2 separate regions of the Triticum aestivum genome follow, and region 1 is linked to region 2. The links are chromatin contacts, called in public Hi-C maps. All regions are on one chromosome and are shown on one strand. Each heading gives the region's core, a stretch centred on a gene start, on an enhancer-like site or on the middle of the called end of the contact. The rest is flanking DNA. Distances are from core to core; before and after follow the strand shown. Region 1 holds the start of LOC123098530 (40S ribosomal protein S27). Region 2 holds the start of LOC123098528 (protein CHROMATIN REMODELING 35).

Region 1 (6,827 bases), core at 3,048-5,547, 180 kb after region 2:
GCCCATTACCAATCCGCCTTATGATGCCTTGCTGTAATAAATCTCTTCCTTCCAAGATAGCACGCCAAATTTGTGATGGCCTAGTCCCTAACTCCGCATTAAGGATTGACCTGTCAGGATAGTAAACAACTTTAAGTATTCTTGCACTCAGGCTTGCTGGTTCCTGGAGGAGCCTCCATGCTTGTCTAGCAAGCAAAGCCAAATTGAAAATCTCGAGATCCCTAAAGCCAAGACCTCCCAAATGCTTTGGCCGAGTCATCACGTCCCAAGAAACCCAAGCCGGCTTGCGCTCACCTTGCTTACATCCCCACCAGAATTTCCTGATAATAGACTTGATGTGATCACACAATCCCCTCGGGAGCTTAAAGCATGACATAGAGTAAACCGGGATGGCTTGGGCTACTGACTTAATAAGAACATCTTTGCCCCCAGCTGAAAGGCATTTGCTCATCCAACCCTTCACCTTGTCCCACACCCTGTCACTCAAATATTTGAACGTCCCCTTCTTGGAGTGACCCACATCAGTAGGCATACCCAAGTATCTGTCACTCAGAGATTCATTGTGAACCTGCAAAAATCCCTTGATAGCATCACACACTATCTCGGGGCAGCCCTTGCTGAAAAAGATTGATGATTTTTCTTTGTTTATTCTTTGTCCCGATGCCATGCAATACGTATTCAATAGGTTTGAAACTTCCTCCGCTCCAGTAACACTTGCCCTGAAAAACAGCAGGCTATCATCCGCGAATAAAAGATGATTCACCGCCGGTGCCGACGGTGCCACCTTAATGCCGCTAAGCTGGGATGATTCATTCCGAGAATTTAACAGGCACGAAAGGCCCTCCGCTGCTATCAAGAAAAGGTAAGGAGAGATTGGATCTCCCTGTCGAATACCTCTTGTGGGTTTAAACTCTTCTGACTTCACACCATTAAACATAACAGAAAAAGATACTAAGCTCACCATATTCATCACCACATTCACCCAACGTGCAGCAAAACCCAATTTCTCCATGATTGACTTCAAATAAGACCATTCCACGCGGTCATATGCCTTCATCATGTCAAGTTTTAGTGCAGCATAAACATTGTTCTTTGACCTCCTCCGCTTCATAAAGTGCAAACACCCATACGCTGAGATTATGTTGTCGGTAATCAGCCTACCAGGAACGAATGCCGACTGCTCATCTGATATTATCTCTGGGAGAATCATCTTTAGACGGTTTGCCAACACCTTCGAGGCTATTTTATAAAAAACATTACACAGGCTTATTGGGCGAAATTGAGATAGCAACGTTGGATTCGATACCTTCGGGATTAGTACCAGCAATGTATCATTCACGGCAACAGGACTTTCCTCTCCCTTCACAATGGCTAACACCGCCTTTGTTACAGAATCTCCACAGACATCCCAGTGTTTTTGAAAGAAGTGAGCAGGGAAACCGTCAGGCCTTGGAGCTTTTGTTGGAAACATTTGGAAAAGCGCGGTCTTGACCTCCTTAGCTTCGTAAGGAGCCAGCAGGGTTTCATTCATAGCCGCGGTAACTTTCACCGGCACATGCTGTAGGACCTCGTCTACCCCTTGCACCCCTTCCGAGCTGTATAAATTTTTGTAAAACTCAAGTGCCATTTGCTACATCTCTGTTGGGTCATTTGTAACTGGCCCACTTGTCCGTTCCAGCGCCTTTATCAGGTTCTTTCTCCGGCGCATCGAGGCTCGCATATGGAAGAAGTGTGAGTTCCGGTCTCCAGCCGATAGCCACTCCACCCGAGACCGTTGTCTCCACATCAACTCTTCCCGCAGATAAAGCTCTATCAAGTGGTCATTTATCTTCACCTCCGCATGCGAAGGGCCCTTTTGTGCCCTGTCATTGCGCAAGCGATCCAATTCTTTCTTCAAACAGTGTATCTCGCCGTTGACGCTTCCGAACGTTGACTTAGACCATACACCCAGGTTACGGGCTAGCGCGTCGAGGTTCGCGCGTACCTCACACACCCGCGGGTTGTGGCTGTTGACCTCCCACCCCGTCTGAACTGCAGTTTTGAGGTCTGGATGAGTATCCCACATTACCTCATAGCGAAACTGTTTCGTTTTCTTTCCTCCCCCACTTGTTTGTGCTAAATGTAGCAGAACGGCTGAGTGATCAGATGTAGCAGCCGTGAGATGTTCAACAGCCGCTGAGGGAAACATTCCACACCACTCAACCGAGCCCAAGGCTCTATCTAACCTGACACGGGTATATGAGCCGCCGGTTACTTTCTTCTCATATGTCCATCTTGTTCCTTTGAAGCCCAGATCGACCATACCACACACATCCACAGCATCTCTAAAACCGTGAATTTGTGCCTGACTCCTCGAGCCAATGCCATCGTGTTCATCATGCTTCAGGACCTCATTAAAATCTCCTATACACACCCAAGGCAAATCTTGAAGTGTGGATGATGTAGATGGGTCTGTGCTTCCCCGTAGAAACAAGAAAGCCTCCACGGCTGGTCCCCTATGCCAGTCACTCTACCATCAATATGATACTTCGAGTAGCCCAAAATCTCAATGTTTATTTCATTATTCCAAAACATAGCTAAACCTCCACTTCTACCGGAGGCATCCACAGCAAAAGAACTATCAAAACCTAAAGTACTTTTTAGATTTTCAACTCTCTCCCCACTGAGCTGGGTTTGAACTATACAAAGTACTCTGGGGGCAAACTTATTTGCGAATTCACGCAGTTCTTGAATTGTTGAGTCACTGCCAATCCCCCGACAATTCCAACAGAGCAGACTCATTGCGTCCGACGGTCCTCCACCGGGGAGGCCGCCATTCTCGCGTCCGAGTTTTTCCCTCCAGGGGGGCTTTTCTTCACACCGCCATTGCCTGTCTTCTCATTCTGGGCTGTCAGCCTGGACCTCTTTGGGTCCTGTTTCGGCGGGGGGCTGAGAGGCACCACCTCCCCACTAGGTTTAGGAGCTAGGGCAAGCTCCATACCCGTTGCAGTTTTAGCTTGCAGTGAGCCCGTAACTTGTTCAGAAGTTCTTTTGCGGTTTGCTTCAGTCACGTCCATATCCACCTCCTCATGTTCCTGCATCTTCTCCTTGCCGTGTTCAGCTTCAGCAGCAGATTGGCTTTCATTGTACCTTGCTTTCTGATTCCTGCTCCTGCGTCGGGTCCCCCAAGCTGTTGTCGCCGGCGCACGGAGGTTTTTGAAGACCAGGGCAGAAGGCGGGTGAACCCCGTCCCCGTGCTCCTTAAACTCATGTCCCATCATGCCGCAAACCTGACACCAATCTGGTAAGCGCTCATACTTGACAGCAAAAATTTGCCGTTCGCCTCCACGGACCAGAGATATAGCTTTTTTCAGAGGGTTACGAACATCCAGCCAAACCCTGACTCGGTAAAAGTTCCCTTCGAAATCAAGGGAGGACGGCTCTGAATCCACAAACTCGCCAATCTTCGAGGCCAGTGCCTTAACCTTGCCATGGAAAGCTATTGGAAGCTCGATGATCCGCGCCCATATCTCAATCGTAAAGAGCTCAGTCGAGGAAGGCTTTGAATATCCATCATATGGGGCAATGACCACGTGATTTCCCCTAAAGTGCCATGGCCCCCCTTGCGTGACCCGTTCCCAATCTCCCAAGCAGTCAAACTGCATCTGGAAGAGATTCTCCTCGAGGGTTTTGATCTTGACTGGCCGAGCTAGGTCCCATGCAGTTTTCATGTTCCGGAAAAACCAATACGAGCTGAAACCCTTATCCATATGGACTCGGGCCAAAATCATCCAGCGGAGGGCCTCCTCTGCCGGCTCGTCCTCATCCTCGAAGATCACGTCATCGAGGTCGTCTTCCTTCAAAGCCAGTTCCTTCATCAGATCCTCCAAGTTGCCTTTCCCTTTGTTGCCTGAACCCGACGAACTTCCGCCGCTCGCCATGAATGCCAGCCTACTGATGCAGGTCGATCTCCGGTGTCTATGGCAACACCAACAAACCCTAAACCCCTCCAAGAGCCAAGCCCGCAACCCGTTTTGGAAACCTGGCCGCGGATCTTAACTCGGATCGAGGGGAAGGAAGAGGTAGTTTCTCAACTGTCGCCAATGGCGGCGAGAGGAGAGTAAACCCTAGCTAGAGGGAAACCTATACTGTTCCTAGCACAAATAATTGCATAACGAATCCACTAACTACCCCTTAAGTGATTTCGCCACGGCCACCGCGACACATGCGTATCGGCCCTATACCTACTGGCCAGCCCAGCCCAGCCCAGCACGGCCGCACCGCCGTACGAAGCCAGATCAAACGGGATGGACGCCCCAGATGCACCGAGCCTACTGATAAAGCCACCACGAAGTCCCCACGCCCACGGTCTCCAGCCCTAGCGCCTCCGCTCCTCTCCCCCGCCGCCACCCCCTCCCCGCATCGTCTCCCACGCCAAGACCGCCGCCGCCGCCCGTCAAGATGGTACGGCGAGGATACATCGTGGCTTTGATCCCCTTCCATATTTTCCGAATGTTTGCTCTCTCGTTTGATCCGAGACTTGCGCATCTCCTGTGATCTAATCTGTCTGTTGTCTCGGTTGGGAATCGAACGGAGCAGGTGCTGCAGAACGACATCGACCTCCTCAACCCGCCGGCGGAGCTCGAGAAGCTCAAGCACAAGAAGAAGCGCCTCGTGCAGTCCCCCAACTCCTTCTTCATGGTACGTGCGCATCAGATCACGTAGGATCGATCTGGGGGTTCCCGTTCCTTTGATTCCTCTCCTGGCTCGGCCCCTAATTGTGTGCTTGTCTTTGTGTTCCTTGCGTGCAGGATGTCAAGTGCCAGGGCTGCTTCAACATGTAAGACCTTATGATCTCTTCTTTGGTCTTGTGTTCCTAGATAATACAGTAACATTAAGATGGTGGATTGGATTCTTGACTTGGGTACTTGATTTAAAAAAGATGCTATCAGTGATTTAGGTTGCTTTAAGAATGGCTTAAAAGTTAGGTTTATGCACAAAGAACTGCCTGCTATATGAGAAAATATGTAGGTTTAGCAACCTGTGCATCTTGTACTATGTTGTGGTTCGCTGTTGTGCTCTTGCCGCCTGTGCTAATGCTGCCGTTGGTACTGAACGTGAACGACTAGTTATTCTGCTTCATTTGCCATGTACTCCCTCTGTAAACTAATATAAGAGCATTTAGAACACTAAAGTAGTTATTGTGTGTGTAGTTATAAATGTTCATTCCAAGTTGCCTCCTTCAGTATCATGTTGTTTGCCTGGCCCTGACTTGAATTACATCTATGCATCAACCAATTAAGTTTATTCATTATGACTGAAGTTTGCTCTTCATTCACGTATCATATATCTGACTCTGTATTGCCTTGATTGCAGAACGACTGTGTTCAGCCACTCTCAGACCGTGGTGGTGTGCCCTGGCTGCCAGACGGTGCTTTGCCAACCCACCGGAGGAAAGGCGAGGCTCACCGAGGGATGCTCCTTCCGCCGGAAGGGCGACTAAGCTACACTCCTGTTTATGTGAAAATGAAGCCCAGCCGAACCTTACTTTTCAAGTAACTAGTTATCCCCGATGTGTACTGGTCAAATTTTGTTAATTATGCTTGCCCATTTGCCAGCCTGAACGTTGTAGCAACGTGTTCTATGTCATGCACTTTTGATTTGCCTGTTGTTGGTTCTTCTGTTTGTCTGGCTGCCTGGTGGTCTCTGAGTTTGGTTTTGAGGATTTAGTTTTTGTTATGTAGTAGTGATAGCCTGCTGCATTTTCTTGACAGTGTTCAGTGTTTGGTATATATGCATTGTCATATCCTGTGTCTGGACCAAATGTTCTCATTTATCTGTCCTTAACCTAGAAGGTGAGGAAGATGAGCAACGAAGCGTGAGCATATGTGCAGCAATCCTTCAGCAGCACGCACTAGACTGCCACATAACATTAGAGATTTTCCTGTGGCTTTTCTACCTGCACACCCGACTGAACTCCGTGCCATCCAAGAGTAGTGCATGGCTACTGTCCCTATTCACTGAGGTATGTCTACAAACAAATGGCCAGGATCATAGGTCATGGACATGGAGATGTCAATCTGATGGATGTAGCTGGAGGTGTCTTGTGGGCGTGTTGCGTGTCCAGCTGCAAGCCCTAGCGGATCAAGACAGGATCTTGCCCCTCTAACTTGGAGATGTATCTCCAGGCTCTCTCGAGTGATCATGGTCGTGCAAATCAGGGAGCTAATTCAAGGAGGAAGCCACCCAACATTTCTCGTCTTGGGCTATGACAAAGTATATCATTTGGCAAGGGTATTCTGAACGATTTTGTGGGTCTTGGAACTGGCATGTCTTGTTAGAGGTCGTTACCTGTTATTGGGCGAGTTTGAGTTAGCCTGGTGTGAGTTGATGAAGTGGGCGCTAGAGCAGCAACCAGTATTGAGTTATTTTGCTACCAGGTCAGGTAAGAATTACTCGGAATATCTCTAAAAAAAGAACGGGTCCTGATAACGTACACGTGTGACATATTAGACATCTGTCCACACACCGTGTGTGGCGTGAGCAGGAGGCAGCCCACATGGGCTGTATGTGGACGGACATTAGAATTGTTCACACGTGTGGGCGCAACTACTTCGTGCCACATGCTCAATAAATACTACTCATCCCTACCCCGCGCGTGTGGCATGAAGCAAACATCCCATATACGTTTTGACCCAGCTACGTTAGGTACTCGCGGGATGACGATTTAGTTGTCATCCGGGATGGCAGATATAGTTGTCTGCGATGACAAATGTAGTTGTAAAAGCATGGCAACTCTCTCTGTTTTGGTTAACTATAGTTGCCAGTCTAATTTATGGTAGTTGTCG
Region 2 (6,151 bases), core at 152-2,651:
CCGCGGCCGCCAGGCCGCCGGGAGGGGCGCCGACGAACCATCAGGAGGCGGCTGCCAGCCGCGGGGCCCCGCGCGAGGGGATCAACGCCACGGAGGGAGACCCCGCCGCCGCCGCCACGGCGCGGGCTTCGCCCGGTGGTGGCCTCCGGCGGCGGCGAGGGGGGTAGCTGGAGGAGGGGAGCCGGCGGCGGTGCGGTTGGGGGCTGCCGCCTGTGTCGCCTGGGGTAGGCGACGCGGGGGCCGAGGGGGATGAGGATCTGCTGGCTGTTTTTTTGCTATGTGCGGGGAAGGGACGAGAAAACCGAGGAAAAAAACCAACGAAAAAAACCGGACGAAAATAGTGGGACAAAAAATAAACCCGAAACGAAGACTAGACACGTTAGGAGTAGAGATTGGGAGTCCTTAGCTGACGCTCGCTAGCGTCAAAAGGACGAGCTTCCGCGCAGGCGCGATCTAAACGGGCCGGCCCATTCGATGGCATCATGGCAAAGACGGTACTAAAAATAAAAGAAAAACAAAGATCACACGAGGATTCGAACTCGTAACCAGGCGATAGCAGGTCAGCGTTCTCAACCAGTTGAGCTGCCAAGTCTTCGTGGTTAGTGGGCCCGCAAACTTATATGAACTCACGCGTTGGCAGATCCAGAAAAAACTGAAACTTTTCGACCATTGAACATTTTTGTAATACTACGAACAATTTAAATACACATCGAAATTCTTGATATATGCTGAACAATTTTAAAATACACATATTTTTGTGATATACGCTGAAAATTTTATTAAATATACATTAAAACATTTTTTATTCATAAAGGGTGAACATTTTTTGAACTACACATTGAACTTTTTTGTGATATAAGCTGAACAATATTTAAATAGACATTGAACATTTTGGTGATATATCATGAACAATTTTGAATTATACGTTGAACATTTTTGTAATATACGTTGAACAATTGTTGAATTGTGATTTTTTTTCAAAACTGTGAAGCAAATTTGGAATTTTGAACATTTTTGAAAACTAATAATAATAAAAAAAACCTAAAAAGGATAAAAGGAAGTAAAAGGAAAAATAAAAGTTATAGAAAAAGAATCAGGAGAAAAAGAAACAAAAAAATAAAAAATAAACAGAAAAAAAGAGAAAAACCAGTAAAAGGAAAAAAAAAACCGGTTGAGGGAACCCTCTAGAAGGTTCCCAAAACCGGTTTGCGCTTCAACGCTCAATGTGGGCCGGCCCGTTTCGCGCTGCTCGCTCGGGCGCTTCAGCGAAAGGGCTGCAGTCGGACGCACGCGAGCGTCAAATAGGATTCGCCCTACTACTTGGTTGGTTGGGTTAAAAAACAGGCAACTGCGTTTATCCTAGCGAGCAGCTCGGTGTGGGCCACGAATGTCATTGACGAATCAAAGCTGCCTGGAACGATTCGCGTGCAGGCCACCTGAAGCGTCCAACACCCAACGCTTCCACTTCTTTGCTGCAAGAACATCGGAGGGGTCACCGCTCTCTAGCCCAAGCGCAGGATTCGAGCTCCCCCCAAGCAATCCCCGGCCTGCATCGTCTTCCTCCGCTCCTCCGTGGTACGGTTTGCTCTGCTTCCTTCCTGTTTTTCAGCCAAGTTGTCGCTGCTCTGGTTGCTGTTCTGGCCGCGGCTTGGGGTTGGGGGCACCACCCCCACCCCTTCGCTCTGTTCAGTTCGTGGGGTTTGGCGTTTTTGGACCACGCCAGCGGGGACCGATCAATGTCTCTTTTGTTCTGGTAGGATCATTTTACTGACCTTGTCTGTCATACCGGAGGGTTTTGTAGTTTTTAGGTCTAAATCGACTGGTTTATTGAGGTCAGAAGTAAGAAATCGCATCAATTAATATTGGGCTCTGGATGGTAGCTCGGTTTGGTGTAGTAGTTGTTCACCGAGCAGACAAATTTTGTGACGATCTTATCCTCCGTTTGCTTGCTGGATTTGCTGTGCATTTTCGATGATAGTCCACTTGATGTTTCCTAAGGTTGAGATGGTTGGATTCGCTGAGCTTTTCATCCCTGGTGGTGGTTATTTTCTGAAGGACCTAAAAACGATTTATTTTCTGAAATCATTTGAAATTGCAGTTCTAATATTCCTGAAATCAATTATTTTCTGAGGTCGTTCATCAATTCATTTCAGAAAATAAACGACCAAAAGAGCGAGTATTTCCGTTATGACAGTGTTGTGCAAAATTGCAGATATCAGTGGGGTTAGAATGGTTAACATGAATGTTGGTACTTAATTTGTGATGAAATCGTTGATCTGTTTCCTGAATTTACAGAAAAATGTTATTTTTACCAGTAGTAGTAGTTATGCCCACAATTAAATGTTGCCATCTGTTCGGTCATGGTGTTTGCATGTATATGCAAGGGTGAAAGCTCACAAATGGTGTTTTCAGTGTGCTCTATACACTAGTTGAAGGGCAATTAAAAGCTATCTTCTCCACCAGTTCCTGTCTTTTGTTATTTTGAGCATACTTGCATTAAATGCCCCAATATATTGAGTATTTTTTGTTCTCTTCTTCAGGATGGATCCTACTAACTGCAAAAGGCAGAAGCATGAAATCGGGCACGACAGCTTGCCGAGCACCCAGTCCCTGTCAACCATCATCAGTCATAACAGATCTGTACGCCTTAGATTTCTCAAAGGTTTCAATGAGTTGAAGTACGGGAGTGTCACTGAAGATTACAAGGCAATCAATAAAAAGAGGCATGAACTTATCAGCACCCTTGAAAATCTGCAACTTGTACCTATCAAATTGCCCTATGCCAGTGCAGCTCTCAACTTATCAAATGCGACACTACATGATGAAGCACAAAGTGGCAACAACATTAGTTCTGATAATATTGTCGAATTGGATCCGTACAATGTTGGAGATGATACCCATGGTACCATGGACAATACTGGGGCTCAGGAAACAGTTTGCTTACTTGATTCTGATGATGAGGACATGGTTAAATCCTTTGTATATGGAAATTTATCTGATTCTAAGCAAAATACCGATTTTATCCAAGAATGCATGTTGGCTGAGCAGCCTTGTCAATACCGGGACATCAGTTCTGAAGCTCAACTTGTAGTTGAGCCAGGAAAGGACAGCATGGACATTGACAATGAGGTGCATTCAATTCATCATATATCTTCTGTTTCTTAATGCATCTAATATAATGCATAATTCTGCATTTTTTAACTGCATGAATAAGAGAGGAGGGAAATAGACATCATTCATTCCCATGCTCACAAATAGCTTATGTGATCTTTAAACCCATAGGTCATCTTTTTATGCACAATTGTCTCATTATTTATTTTGTCTAAACTGCTTAACAGTATCAAGTTTGTCTAAACTTATGCTGGCATGATAAATTGCATTGTGCTGAAATTACTTATTACTGACTAGCTTCCATCTATATTTCAAGCCCAAGGAAATTGCTTTATTTGATGGCCATAGTACTTCAGAGCCACAACTGATCAAGCAAGGACAGAATGACATAAACATTTACGCCGAGGTCTGCTTCGATATTAACTCTGGAAATGTTAGTCAATATTGCTGCTTTTTTCCTATATAGTTTGATTAGAGAACTACTGGTAATCACTGAGTATGTTCATATTTATGCCTAGATGCTAATCAGTATCATACTCTCAATAACATCAAAAGTCCTTCCCGAAGGACTGCATGTCCTAGTAAGATATTGTTATATTGCACTTGATTCAACTCAAGTTACTCAATGATGTCCCTGAAGTAAATTTCTGATATGTGCTTTTTACAGGAATATGTTTTAATTTTTTTGAATATCCCGCTTTTGCTCTGTTTAGTTACAAACAAAATTGATTTTAGTTTCATAACTTTTTTCCAGAAGATATGCCTACTCAGTTTCAAAAAATGAAAACTGATTGATTTAGTTCAGATATGACTATATGAGAGATACTACTGTTTTTTAATCTCAATATCTGGATTGGTAAATGGAATCGTTTCTCCCTGTCATGTTCACTATCTTGCATTTCAACAGAGTCGTGACAAGGAGAGAGAAACAAGGGAAGGAGAAGGTGAGGATGTCCAAAGTAAACAACACATGGAGAACAACAATATATCTGTTGCAGATTCTTGTGAAATATCTTGTGAGGTCATACAAAGTGATTCAACGGCAAATGGACATTATAATCACTATGATAACAATGACAATCCAGTTGATGACCTGGATGACCTTTGGAACGAAATGTCGGTTGCATTGGCATGTTCAAAGGTATCTGTTTAATAAACTCATTGCAATTGTCTCTAGATATATTCTCTTCTCTGTTTCTTATATCAGGATAGATTTCAATATTTCATGATCTCAGGGCCTTGCTTACTTGATAATGGGTTTCATGTCTGCACTGATGAAATGGTTCTCAGCAAGTATGCCACATAGAAAATAGTATTTGTAGTACATGCCTATAGTTAAAGTACCATTTCTCTATCTACTTGGTGTATATTTATCAAAAAGAAAAGGAAAATGTGGTTGTTGTCTTCCACATGATGCTCGAGGCCAGTTATGTGACACTATTTTGCATTTTATTACTTGAAGGTCTAGAGCAGGAGCACATGATCTTGCTGGTTGTTTTGAAACAGCTAGTTTTGCATTTTCCTCTGGTCCTTTTTCGTTCTCACACACATACTTTAATGCTTTACCATCATCATACTACTGTTTTCTTAATTTTACCCCTTTACGCATTTGCTTTGTTCTTTTGTCTACCATTACTTGCTTCTTGATGAATCTGACCAACATACTTAATCTAACCAGACCATTGGAAGCGATCACAGTATTGTTCCGTGGGAGAAGAATAATTCTGAAGTAGTGGATGATTGTCATCACGACTTCCTGATGAAAGATGACTTGGGCATTGTATGTCGTGTTTGTGGTTTGATCCAGCAACGTATCGAGAATATTTTTGAGATAAACTGGAAAAAGGTACGGAGTTTCTGATCCAAATTAGTCCAATTTATTTTCTTGAATGCTCTGAGATAATTATTAAAAGATTCAAATAACATTAACTGGTAAATAGTGTCCTGTCAATCAACTCATTGATTAGTCTGTATGTTATCGTTTATAAACTTTCTTCATCGGTTATTTGTCATTAATGATTGATAGATCAAACAAATGCCCCCCCCCCCCCCCCCCCCCCCCGTGCGCGCAAAAAAAAAGATCAAACAAATGCCCTATACGAACACCCATTGCATGTGTTTTAGCTTTTAACAAATGTCAATCAAGTCATTGCTTAGTTCTGTTTGAATGAGGATTTTACTGGGATATAGTTCAAATAAACCAAGTAAATCCTATCCCAACCCCAAATGTTAAGATGTAGATTTTGAAAAAAAGCAATTCACTTCTGTTTCCATATTGGCGGAGCCACATCTCTCATTTCCTCTTTGTTGCATCAGCGTAAGCAATCCCACAGAACTTATGCGCCAGAACCCAGAAACTACAATGAGCTGGAGGCAACTACCAGTCCTTCAGGAAATATTCTTCAACTTGTCCCTGGTGCTCTCTCAATCCACTCTCAGCATTCAGAACAGATGAAACCTCACCAAGTGGAAGGCTTTAATTTCTTGGTCAAGAACCTGGCAGATGAGAACAACCCTGGAGGTTGTATTCTAGCACATGCACCAGGTTCTGGAAAGACTTTTATGCTAATTAGCTTTGTTCAAAGCTTCCTGGCCAGATACCCTGCAGGAAGGCCATTGATTATCCTTCCAAAGGGCATTCTGGCAACATGGAGAGCAGAATTTGTCCATTGGCAAATTAAGGACATGCCCATACCCTTGTTTGACTTCTATTCCTCCAAAGCTAATAACCGGTCTGAACAACTCAAGGTTTTGAACTTGTGGGAAGAAAAGAGAAGCATATTGCTGCTAGGGTATCATCAATTTGCATGCATAGTATCTGACAGGAATACTTATAAAATAGAAGCTGTCATGTGCCGAGATAAGTTGTTGAAGGTCCCAAGCCTTGTCATTCTAGATGAAGGCCACACTCCGAGAAATGAGCAAACTGACTTACTCACTGCACTTGGAAGTATAAGAACTCCTAGAAAAGTGGTTCTCTCAGGAACATTGTTTCAGAATCATGTAAGAGAGGTCTTCAACATTCTGAACCTTGTGCGGC

Evidence for each region. A called contact is a pair of places that touch in the nucleus more often than the background predicts.
Region 1: a contact with region 2 is called in a Hi-C map of leaf, with 6 times the contacts expected there. The contact joins the promoter of LOC123098530 here to the promoter of LOC123098528 in region 2. A contact is called at or near these places in 2 of 5 Hi-C or Micro-C datasets (both in leaf) and 1 of 1 datasets of contacts at active chromatin or transcription factors (leaf).

The regions. Positions count from the first base shown.
Region 1 is chr4D:450,691,673-450,698,499 of IWGSC CS RefSeq v2.1, forward strand. LOC123098530 (40S ribosomal protein S27) reads left to right here and starts at 4,298. Exons shown (of 4, transcript XM_044520561.1): 1 at 4,298-4,443; 2 at 4,579-4,680; 3 at 4,791-4,819; 4 at 5,356-5,645. The coding sequence starts at 4,441. The coding sequence ends at 5,482.
Region 2 is chr4D:450,516,604-450,522,754 of IWGSC CS RefSeq v2.1, forward strand. It overlaps LOC123098528 (protein CHROMATIN REMODELING 35), which reads left to right and starts at 1,402. Exons shown (of 7, transcript XM_044520559.1): 1 at 1,402-1,575; 2 at 2,541-3,129; 3 at 3,428-3,517; 4 at 4,019-4,252; 5 at 4,790-4,957; 6 at 5,428-6,151. The coding sequence starts at 2,542. It overlaps LOC123098526, which reads right to left and starts at 257. Exons shown (of 4, transcript XR_006447807.1): 1 at 1-257.